2 separate regions of the Mus musculus genome follow, and region 2 is linked to region 1. A link is a contact called in public promoter capture Hi-C data. All regions are on one chromosome and are shown on one strand. Each heading gives the region's core, a stretch centred on a gene start, on an enhancer-like site or on the middle of the called end of the contact. The rest is flanking DNA. Distances are from core to core; before and after follow the strand shown. Region 1 holds the start of Snx30 (sorting nexin family member 30). Region 2 overlaps Susd1 (sushi domain containing 1).

Region 1 (4,521 bases), core at 971-3,470:
TGACACTGGGATATCCCACAAACTCCCGTGTCTTTCACAGAACTCAGCCTCAGAAATTCAAATTTCCCTCCATACATCCTAAGCCACATCACAGCCTTTTGCTCTGAGAATCTTGCCGGGCTTCCTCTTTTCTACCACCTTGCACTAGACACAGAGTCACATGCTCGGGGACTTGGGTTATTTCAGAAACTGTTCTTCACTGTAAGGAGCACTGAAATGAATCAGGAAATGGTGGACGGACAGGCAGGCCTCAGCTGAAAATGAACGCTGGAACTTTCCACCAAGATTATTTCCCATAGTTCACTTTCTTTAGTTTTGATGACTACCTCTTCTTGGATCATTGTGGTCAGATGCCTCTGACAGACCAGGAAAGTAAATAAAGAAACTTTCCCTTTAGGAACCTGGTCCTTCCTTCCTTCCTTCCTTCCTTCCTTCCTTCCTTCCTTCCTTCCTTCCTTCCTTCCTTCCGTCATTCCTTCTCTCTCTCTGTCGCTTGCTTTCTTTCTTTCTTTCTTTCTTTCTTTCTTTCTTTCTTTCTTTCTTTCTTTCTTTCTTTCTCCTCTCTCCTCCTCTTCCTCCCCATCCTCTGTGGGGAGACATGAAACAGTTTCATTCTGACTCAAACTAAGGACATGGAGTTTGGAATGCATCATATAATTAAGGATATTCTGTGGTTGTCGTTTCATAAGAATAGGAGAGAAAAACCTGAGGGCAAAGGAAGGGAGTTAACATTTGAGGAGCTCCTAACACTGAGCAAAGGCCTCAAGCCTGGGAGTCCCACAGTGTCTCATGGATGGCCCTCTGCGTCCCTCTCCCTACCTGGCAGGCTGGGAGACAGTTTTATTTTATTGTGTGCACATGTGAGGGGTTAGAGGGACAACGTTTGAGGAGTTGGTTCTTTCACTTCACCTCATTGTCAAATCTAGGTTCTGTATAAAAGCAGTGTTGTTTTAAAAATTTTATTTATATGAGTACACTGTACACTGTCGCTGTCTTCAGACACATCAGAAGAGGGCATCAGATCCCATCACAGATGGTTGTGAGCCACCATGTGGTTGCTGGGAATTGAACTCAGAACCTCTATAAGAGTAGTCAATACTCTTAACCACTGAGCCATCTCTTCAGCCCTACTTCTGTGAAATCTTAAGAGCACCATTATGTTGAGGTGGCCTAATTGTTTAAATAAATAACAATATTCAAGAAGAAGATCTGCCAGATATCTATAGATCAGTCGTTTCTAGTTATATTTGTATTGTTTACTTTAATGAAGATAATAGGGTATGCAATAGTTTTAGGCAGCTCCTAGATATAAATGAAGTGACAATTTTGCCCAACTCAGGAGATCAGACCCTAGCACTCCCATGAGGCAGATACAGCATTTAAAATTGCTGTTTAGTGCCCTTTCAATATTATTTTCCCAACCAAGGCAGACTGCTCTGGAGGAGATAAAAGACAATGGATACTGTACTAAGGGCTCAACTCTTTGGACTACGTCAGAAGGGGGCCACTGAAGTTAAATGAGACTCTGGTAGTTATTTTGGGTTGGTTTCAATTCTGCATTCTACATGTTTTGTTTTTAGAGAAAGTGTGACAGATAGAGAGAGACCTTTGTGAATCCCAATGTTAAAACCTGTCACCATTTTTTAACAGGAAAACTGGACAAACCTAAGAAGTTCAAGGACTGGAAAAAATGTCTTTCTTCACAGTGAGCCCCACACAGTATTTACGTGTTTGCTAGATGGGCAGATGACCCTCTAACTTGACCTTCGAGACTGAAGCGCCAGTGACAGGTAAGTGGAAAAGGGGACAATGATATACTTTAAAGAGCTGGAAGTAAAGCCCAGTCTATCTCCACCATGGCAGCGAATAAAAGCTCTGGAGAATTCAGTTCGGCCCGAGGCCAGTATAGGAACCATCAATGCGTGAAAAACAACTAGGACCTCACGGTTCTTGCAGACCTGGTTGGCTAAGTGTGCACGTCAGGACCGTAAATCATTTGTAGCACACGCTATTTACGGATGCTCATGCTTCTGAGGTTTCGCCTTACATAAACCCCGCTTAGCTGCAGAAGCCAGTCGGTATGGGGACTTCAGTGTGGAGTTGAAGACATACCACACTGCCTCTTTAAATGTCCTTCTAGTTTTTCTACTGGATGTTCTCTAGTTCCTCTGAGCCACGTAACCCTTTACGATACTAAGACACGCTCCACATTTTTATTTCTTTCTGCGTGTGCAGTGTGGCTGGAAGATCCTAACTCACACTGATGCTTTCTGAGCCCCCAGCGAAGCTGCCAGTGGGCGCACTTCCTGCCGGGAGGTGGGCGGGGCGGGCCGCCTCCTCCTTCAAGCTCCGCCCCACCCTGCGTCCCGCCCTCCCTCCCGGCGGGCAGAGGCTCCGCGGGGGCGGGGCTGAGAGCCGTGGGCGGCGTGGCGCTGCTAGCAGGGCGCAGGGTCGGAGGTGCTGGGGTTTGGCGCGGCTTAGCCCACGGAGCTGTGGTGTAACGCTCGGGAAAGCTCAGCCTCGCGGGCAGGAGAAGCATCGGGCGGAGGCTGCCACCACCAGCTAGTGCAGGGCCTCGGGCCGAGTGGGGCGGAGAGCTGCGGGAGTAAGCGGCGGCCCGGGTCCCGAGCGCTGCGCGCCATGGCGGGCGGGCCCCCCAAGGCCCTGCCGTCCACGGGGCCCCAGTCCTTGCGCGACATGCCGCACCCGCTAGCCGGCTCCAGCAGCGAGGAGGCCGTGGGAGGCGACAGCACGCCCAGCCCGGACCTACTGATGGCCCGCAGCTTCGGTGACAAGGTGGGGCGCTTGGGGCTGGGGACTCCTGGGGCGGAGCGGGAGGAGGATGGATCCAGGACCACCCCTGACACTGGGCCGCGCTCATCCTGGCGCCCCTTTCCCGGAGGTTAGGCGTGCTTTGGCCCCAACAGCCCTTGGCCAAAGCCTGTCCTCTCACTGCCCCCGCGGGGTCGCAGCTGCAGGCTAAGCGGCCAGAGGGCATGTGTTTTCCCTGGCTGAGAGTGGCCCCGAGCGCGGGTGACAGCTGGTGGGGAGGGGTTCGGGTTGCAGCAAGCATGTGGGGACCCGGGGCGTGTGCTGCGGTACTTCGCCTCTGTGTCCCGAGAATGAGGTCCCTCACCCCTCTAGGTGCATTCCTTGAAGAGGAGCTGCAGAATAGGAATAACTTGTTGGCGCCTCCAGTTTCCCCGGACTGCAAAAAAAAAAAGCAAGAGTTAATGGCTAATGGTTTTCCGGGGTGGGTCTGAGCAGCCTTGCTCATCTTCTCCCCAGTCGGTCATGTGGGGAGTGATCTTTGTTTAGGTTTGCTGTTTGCCCCAGGAGTCACCTGACTCCGACCTCAGCGGCGGCTAGAGGAGAGTCTCTGGTTTTCTGTCTAGGGCTTCATTCACCTCTTATAGCGAACCACATTGATTAGGTTTGGCAGTGGCTGGTTTTGTGGTTGACGGAAAGCAAGCTCGCCCTTTGACCTTCTTTGTGCAGAGGGAGGCTCTTGGTCGTTTTGCTATACTCTCCTGCTGCTTTGAGAGACAGCAAAGTCCCGTGGGGAGGAGGAAGAGACTGCATCTCCCCCCTCCCCGCCCCCATCTCCATTTCAGCTGTGACCAGGATTTTGAGCAGCGATTGTATCTGCGCTCCTGCTGCCACTTAGTCACGAGTTGCAGACATTCCAATTGTTCTTAGCACTTGAGATCAGGGTCTCTTCCTCCTATTAAAATAGTAAATGAATTCTTCCTTTCCGTAGTATTAATGGAATGAGTGGAATTGGGAGACTTAACTTTACTTCTTCTCTTAGATGGGAAAGGCATGTGGGAGGTAACATTTCCTATGGGAGAGTGTGACTTGCTGGGCCTAAGCTCTCAGAATGACCGGGAAGTGATAGGGATTTATAAAGCCTAAACTAATGAAATGGATACATTGAACAGCTCAAAATATGTTCTTGCGTTCACACTGGTACCTCTGTGGTCATTGCTTTTTATAGATTTTAAGATTATGTGAAAACATAGGCAGCTTGCAAACCCTCCCTTATGTTTGACATTCAAAGAGTGATCATTGAATGCCTGAATGATAATTTTTTTCTTATTATTAGCAGAGACATTGATTTTGAATGGATGTAGAATGGGAACTAAGGTTAATTCTCAGTTCTCTGAAGGAAATTGAATTATTTCCTTACTGCTGTGTAAGAAATCACTTCAGAATTTAGCACCCGAAAATGCTGTCTGTGAGTCAGGAAGCTGGGAGGTTCTGAGTAAGACCTACAGGATGCTGCCATCATCTGAAGGCTGGGTTGGGAGTACTCTAACGTCACTTCTAGGCTCACTCCCATGGTTCTTCACAGGCCACAGTAGAAAAGATGATCCAAGACAGCCCCATGCTCCAGCCATCCCTATAAATATTGATCCTCAAAGTGACATACCTCTGCTGGATTCTGTTGCTTATAGAGGGACACTGACACAGTGTGGGAAGAGGGTATGAATCCTAGAGAATACCAGGAAATGGAGATCA
Region 2 (4,521 bases), core at 703-3,202, 420 kb before region 1:
ATAATGATTTTTATGGCACATGAATAAATGTTTATATGTTCACTGGGTATTAATTTTTGTGTACATTAGGAAAAATACATCTACTTCATCAGAGTCATGATATACCACATATTACAAGGAATCCTTGATTGGTATATTAAAACTACAAACTTAAATTGTTTCTCAGATATGGTGATATATGTCTATAGATTTAACTGTTTGGGTTAGGGCAGGGAGCTCTCTTAAGAACAGGAATTTGAGACTAGCTTGAGCAATGTAGCAAAATTCTACCTAAATATGCCTGTGTGTATAAAATGTGTAAATATATATGTATATATGTGTATATATAATCACATATATGTTATTTTAAGACACAAGCTATGAAAATAATTCTTTAGTTATGTCAAAGATCATCAGGGTGGTATGCAAATAGTTCAAGCTTGGGCGAGCATGAAGAGGGACGTGTGGGATTCCAGGGCTTCCAGGCTTGGGTTCAAATCAGAACTCCATCAAGTACTGGTTACAGAATGACCCTAAGGAAATTGCTTAACCTCCATGAGTCTCAGATCACTCAGCTATGAACTGAAAATACTCGTCTTACAGGTTTTGAGGACGGAATGAGATCAAGCATAAGGGCCCCAAGAGAACCCTGGGTGTGCAAGGTGGTGTGCAGGGACACAGCAATAATGTCAGTCGTCCAAATGGTACAGACATATTCAGACTCAGCCCAGTAGTGTGGCTAATGTAGTACTGTGCCCATTTATCCCAGCCAGCCCTTCTTTCCTAGCTGCAAGTGAGCACTTGCTAGGCTGGTGAGAAGGGCTGATAACCAAGAAGGTAACGAGGGGAACAGGAGCTTGGTAGCATTTGCAGCAGTACCCAGGGCAGATTCCGGGATGCAGAAAGGCTCCTGAGAGATGAACAGTCAGTGTTTCGACGGAGTTGTTGCTCTCCTAAGAACACGGAGTGATGGAGTGTGGAGTGTTAACCTTGTAATTATTAACCCAGACTCAGAACATAAAAGGCAAATGACCTGGACAGAATGGAAGCAGGGACAGCCTTATCAGGAACAAATCAGCCTCTTTGATCCTGAAGTAAAACTGAGTCATTAATGTGAAGCTTCCACCTCGGGTTTTTCCAGACACGAAAGTAGTTACCTAATTCCCAGCTGTCTGGAGTTTCTAGTTCAAACTGGCCGTAGAGGGGAAAAAAAAAAAAAACCTCACCTCCTACCACCTTGTTAGAGTTTGCACTCCATTAAAAACATGACAGATCTGAGCCACTAACTCAGAGGCACAGAGCCTCAAAAGTATTTTAAAATAATTCAAAGCAATCTGTGTACAGATAATCCATTCTCCCCAGTTTGGAATTAAACACAGACATACAGACAGAGGGGAAGACGGAGGGACTACAAGGAAAGATGATGATAGGGGAAGAAGTGAACCGTGAGACACAGTAAAATAAATACAAGACACACGGGGGGTGGGAGTCGGGATGTCGTAAGACTGATGAAAAACGGGGAAAGGGAAAGGAGGGGCAGCTAGGCAAGAACCATGACAACCAGCACCTCTTGCTCCACTTCCAGAAGCTTCTCCAGCCCACCTCTCCAGAGATGCATGACTTCATCAGCATGCAAATCACTCCCTTTATCTGTGAAAATCGAATTTAGCTGCCAATCCTGACGGAGGGCACACGAGCCTCCTCGCAGAAAGAGCCCAGCTCCCAGGGAGAATGCCTTTTTTCTCTCCCGAAATCAAAGCTTGCATAAGCCCATGGAAACAGCTGCAGCTGGAGCCACAGACTTAGTAAAAGGTGGAGGGCTGAGGACAGTAATTATAATTAGCGGTTACATAACATGTTTGTTCTTCAAAGTGCTGTACAAGGACCAGCTAATTAATAGCTTACTGTGCCCCATGCAGATCCCCTGGTTTTTCACGTAGTGACTAATCCTTGTGCCCCCACTGGATTCTGAATGGTGGCAGCAGAGGACCTTGAGCAGCGTACACATGGCAAAGGGACCACGGCTGTAAGAAGCTCTCTCACACAAGCTGTTTCTTGGGGGGACGGTTCTGGGAGAAAGCTGTCTTACATCCTTCAGATAAGTCCTGGAGGTGCTGCCAGAGAGGCCATCAGTCTCGTGAGCTTGGCCTCAGAGAAAGTGGAAGATGGTACTGGCGTGTCCTTGCTTCTCTGCTTGGCCAGGGAGACAAGGTGGCCTCCATCTCTGGATTCTTGCCTTCTGTTTCCTCCTGACTCCGCAGCCTACATCTTTTGCAGGTATGATGGCGATAGCTAAATGTAAGCATTGTCTATCTCCTCCCAGGGTTCCTTCCCCACAGGCTTCAGCAGTCTCTAATGCTTTGAATTTATTTACAAACCATTACAAGGACATATGAATGTGCACTTCCTCAGGAGAGATCTGGTTCTCCTACCACACTGTAAATTTCAAATGTGTGCTTCACACACAGAGCGCACCGAATATCTATCTGTGGGACGGAAAGATGGGCAGGATGGATGTCATCAAATTCTCTCTTGGGGATGGGGAGATGGCTCAGACCATAGGTGCTTGTCACGCAAGTGTGAGGTCCCAAGTTCGATACCCAGAACTTCCATAAAAAGATAGGTCATGGTGGCCTACTTGTATAGTCTTAGTACTGTGAAAGCGGATACAGACAAAAGATAGTGTTGCAGCCGGGTGTGGTGGCGTACGCCTTTAATCCCAGCACTCGGGAGGCAGAGGCAGGCGGATTTCTGAGTTTGAGGCCAGCCTGGTCTACAAAGTGAGTTCCAGGACAGCCAGGGCTACACAGAGAAACCCTGTCTTGAAAAAAAAAAAAAACAAAAACAAAAAGAAACACACACACACAAAAGATAGTGTTGCATATATGTATGTATGCATGTATACACACATACAATAGAATATTTTTCACTTCTAAAAAGTGAGGAAAATGGCATATCCTGTATTGTTGGTGAGCCTTAAAAATATTATGCTAAGTGAAATAAGCCAAGCTTTGAAAAAAAATCTCAAGTATCATATGATCCTACATCCATGGAGTGCCTACAGTAGTCTCATTCCTGGGAGATAGAAAGCGCAATGGCAGGGTGCCAACGTCTGAGGGGAGGAAGAAATGATGGGTTCCAGTTTTAGAAGATAAGATGTTCTGGAGACTAGTTCTACCATGGTGTAGATGTACACAACACCAACGGACTGCATAATGAAAACAAACCGGTATAATGCAATTAGATAAGACTTAACTCCTTGAATTTTATCATCTCTTGTGTGAAAAAGATGTCATATCAAAATGTGTTAAGGGTATACTCCTGCAAGAAAATGGTTCATAGAATACATTTTCTCAGCTGGCTAAGGAGAGAAGGCAAAACACACAAACACAATGAATTATGGTGTTTCAAAAGATGGATGTGTAAAATTCCTTCTTATTATATTTTCCCAATCCATCTTCTAAATCACCAAGATGAAGCTGGTAGATCCGAAGCCAAATGCCTACCCGAGTAAACGGGAGAGGTGAGCTGACCCAGAGGCAGCCATTACTCCATGACCCCTCTGGTGTTGCTCCCAGGTAACAGGAGGCCAGCAGAAAGGAGTCTGTACCTGTGCATGCATAAGTGATTTCACTCCAGGCGCCTTTCTCTGTGCAAACGGAAGTGATCTTTCCTCCTGGACTCTCAAAGCCCTCCTGACAGTCATAATGAGCCACACTCCCCTGTCTGGAGCTGTGATTCCCGACCAAGATGGCGTTCTGAATTTCAGGAGGGCTGCCACAGCTGATCTCTGCAATGAGAGGCAAGAAAACAACAGTGAGGAGTTCTGACTTCCATCCCCGCATTAGGATCTCAGAAAGAAACCTGTCATGTTAACAGAGGCCATTCATCTGGGAAAAGAGAAAACTGGCTCCCTCAAATGTAATTATATAAAATTAAGGCTGTTCAGAAGCATAGGAGACCGGTGTGCCTGGATTTAATGACGTTTTCAAACGTGCATACAGACAGAAGAGCCAGATTAGGGGATGGCTTATGTACGGAGCTCCTCGTGAATGAAATAATACATCTTAGGGTTCATCTACAAGCTAAGGTGCTCTGGAACTTGTTACTATGTATCTTCAGATCCTTAACTCTTCAGTGGATGACAGTGCCGGTGTAGCAACTGTTGTTAGCTGGCTAGTAAATAAAATATTACAGAACCCTTGACATTCTTAAAACAACGCAGCGAGAAAGTGCCTACCTTTGCAGGTTCACATCACATTCAACTCTCAAGGGGGACAGGTCTCTTGCAAAGAAGTGGATAGATCAAAAGCATTAGAGTGATTTCAAGTTTCTTTTCTATAACCTTAAGATATGTATAGGTATATGTATATGTGTATCCATATGCATATGTATATGTATATATACACACATACATACACACACACACTTATATATATCCAGCCAAAGCAGCAGGCTTCAGAGCACAAGGACAGCATCTCCAGAGACTTCTAACCTTCAAAAATGTCATGTGTACCTTTTCTGATAAAAACTCAAAAGCAT

What was found. Promoter capture Hi-C pulls out the DNA fragments that hold promoters and counts their contacts.
Region 2: a contact with region 1 is called in a promoter capture Hi-C map of hippocampal neurons, with 2.7 times the contacts expected there. The contact joins the enhancer-like site here to the promoter of Snx30 in region 1. A contact is called at or near these places in 5 of 39 promoter capture datasets (the 3T3-L1 cell line, 3T3-L1-derived adipocytes, embryonic stem cells and 2 more) and 3 of 115 datasets of contacts at active chromatin or transcription factors (the NIH/3T3 cell line, embryonic stem cells and neural tube).

The regions. Positions count from the first base shown.
Region 1 is chr4:59,803,430-59,807,950 of GRCm38.p6, forward strand. Snx30 (sorting nexin family member 30) reads left to right here and starts at 2,221. Exons shown (of 9, transcript NM_172468.2): 1 at 2,221-2,796. The coding sequence starts at 2,641.
Region 2 is chr4:59,386,984-59,391,504 of GRCm38.p6, forward strand. Susd1 (sushi domain containing 1) reads right to left here. Exons shown (of 17, transcript NM_001163288.2): 6 at 3,590-3,769. Among named protein-coding and RNA genes, the nearest start is that of Susd1, 49 kb to the right of the region's middle. Within about 2 kb of position 1,953, at least 85 of the 459 cell types and tissues checked have an H3K27ac peak or open chromatin away from gene starts, as enhancers often do. A contact at or near this core is called in hippocampal neurons and neural stem cells, where this site is marked.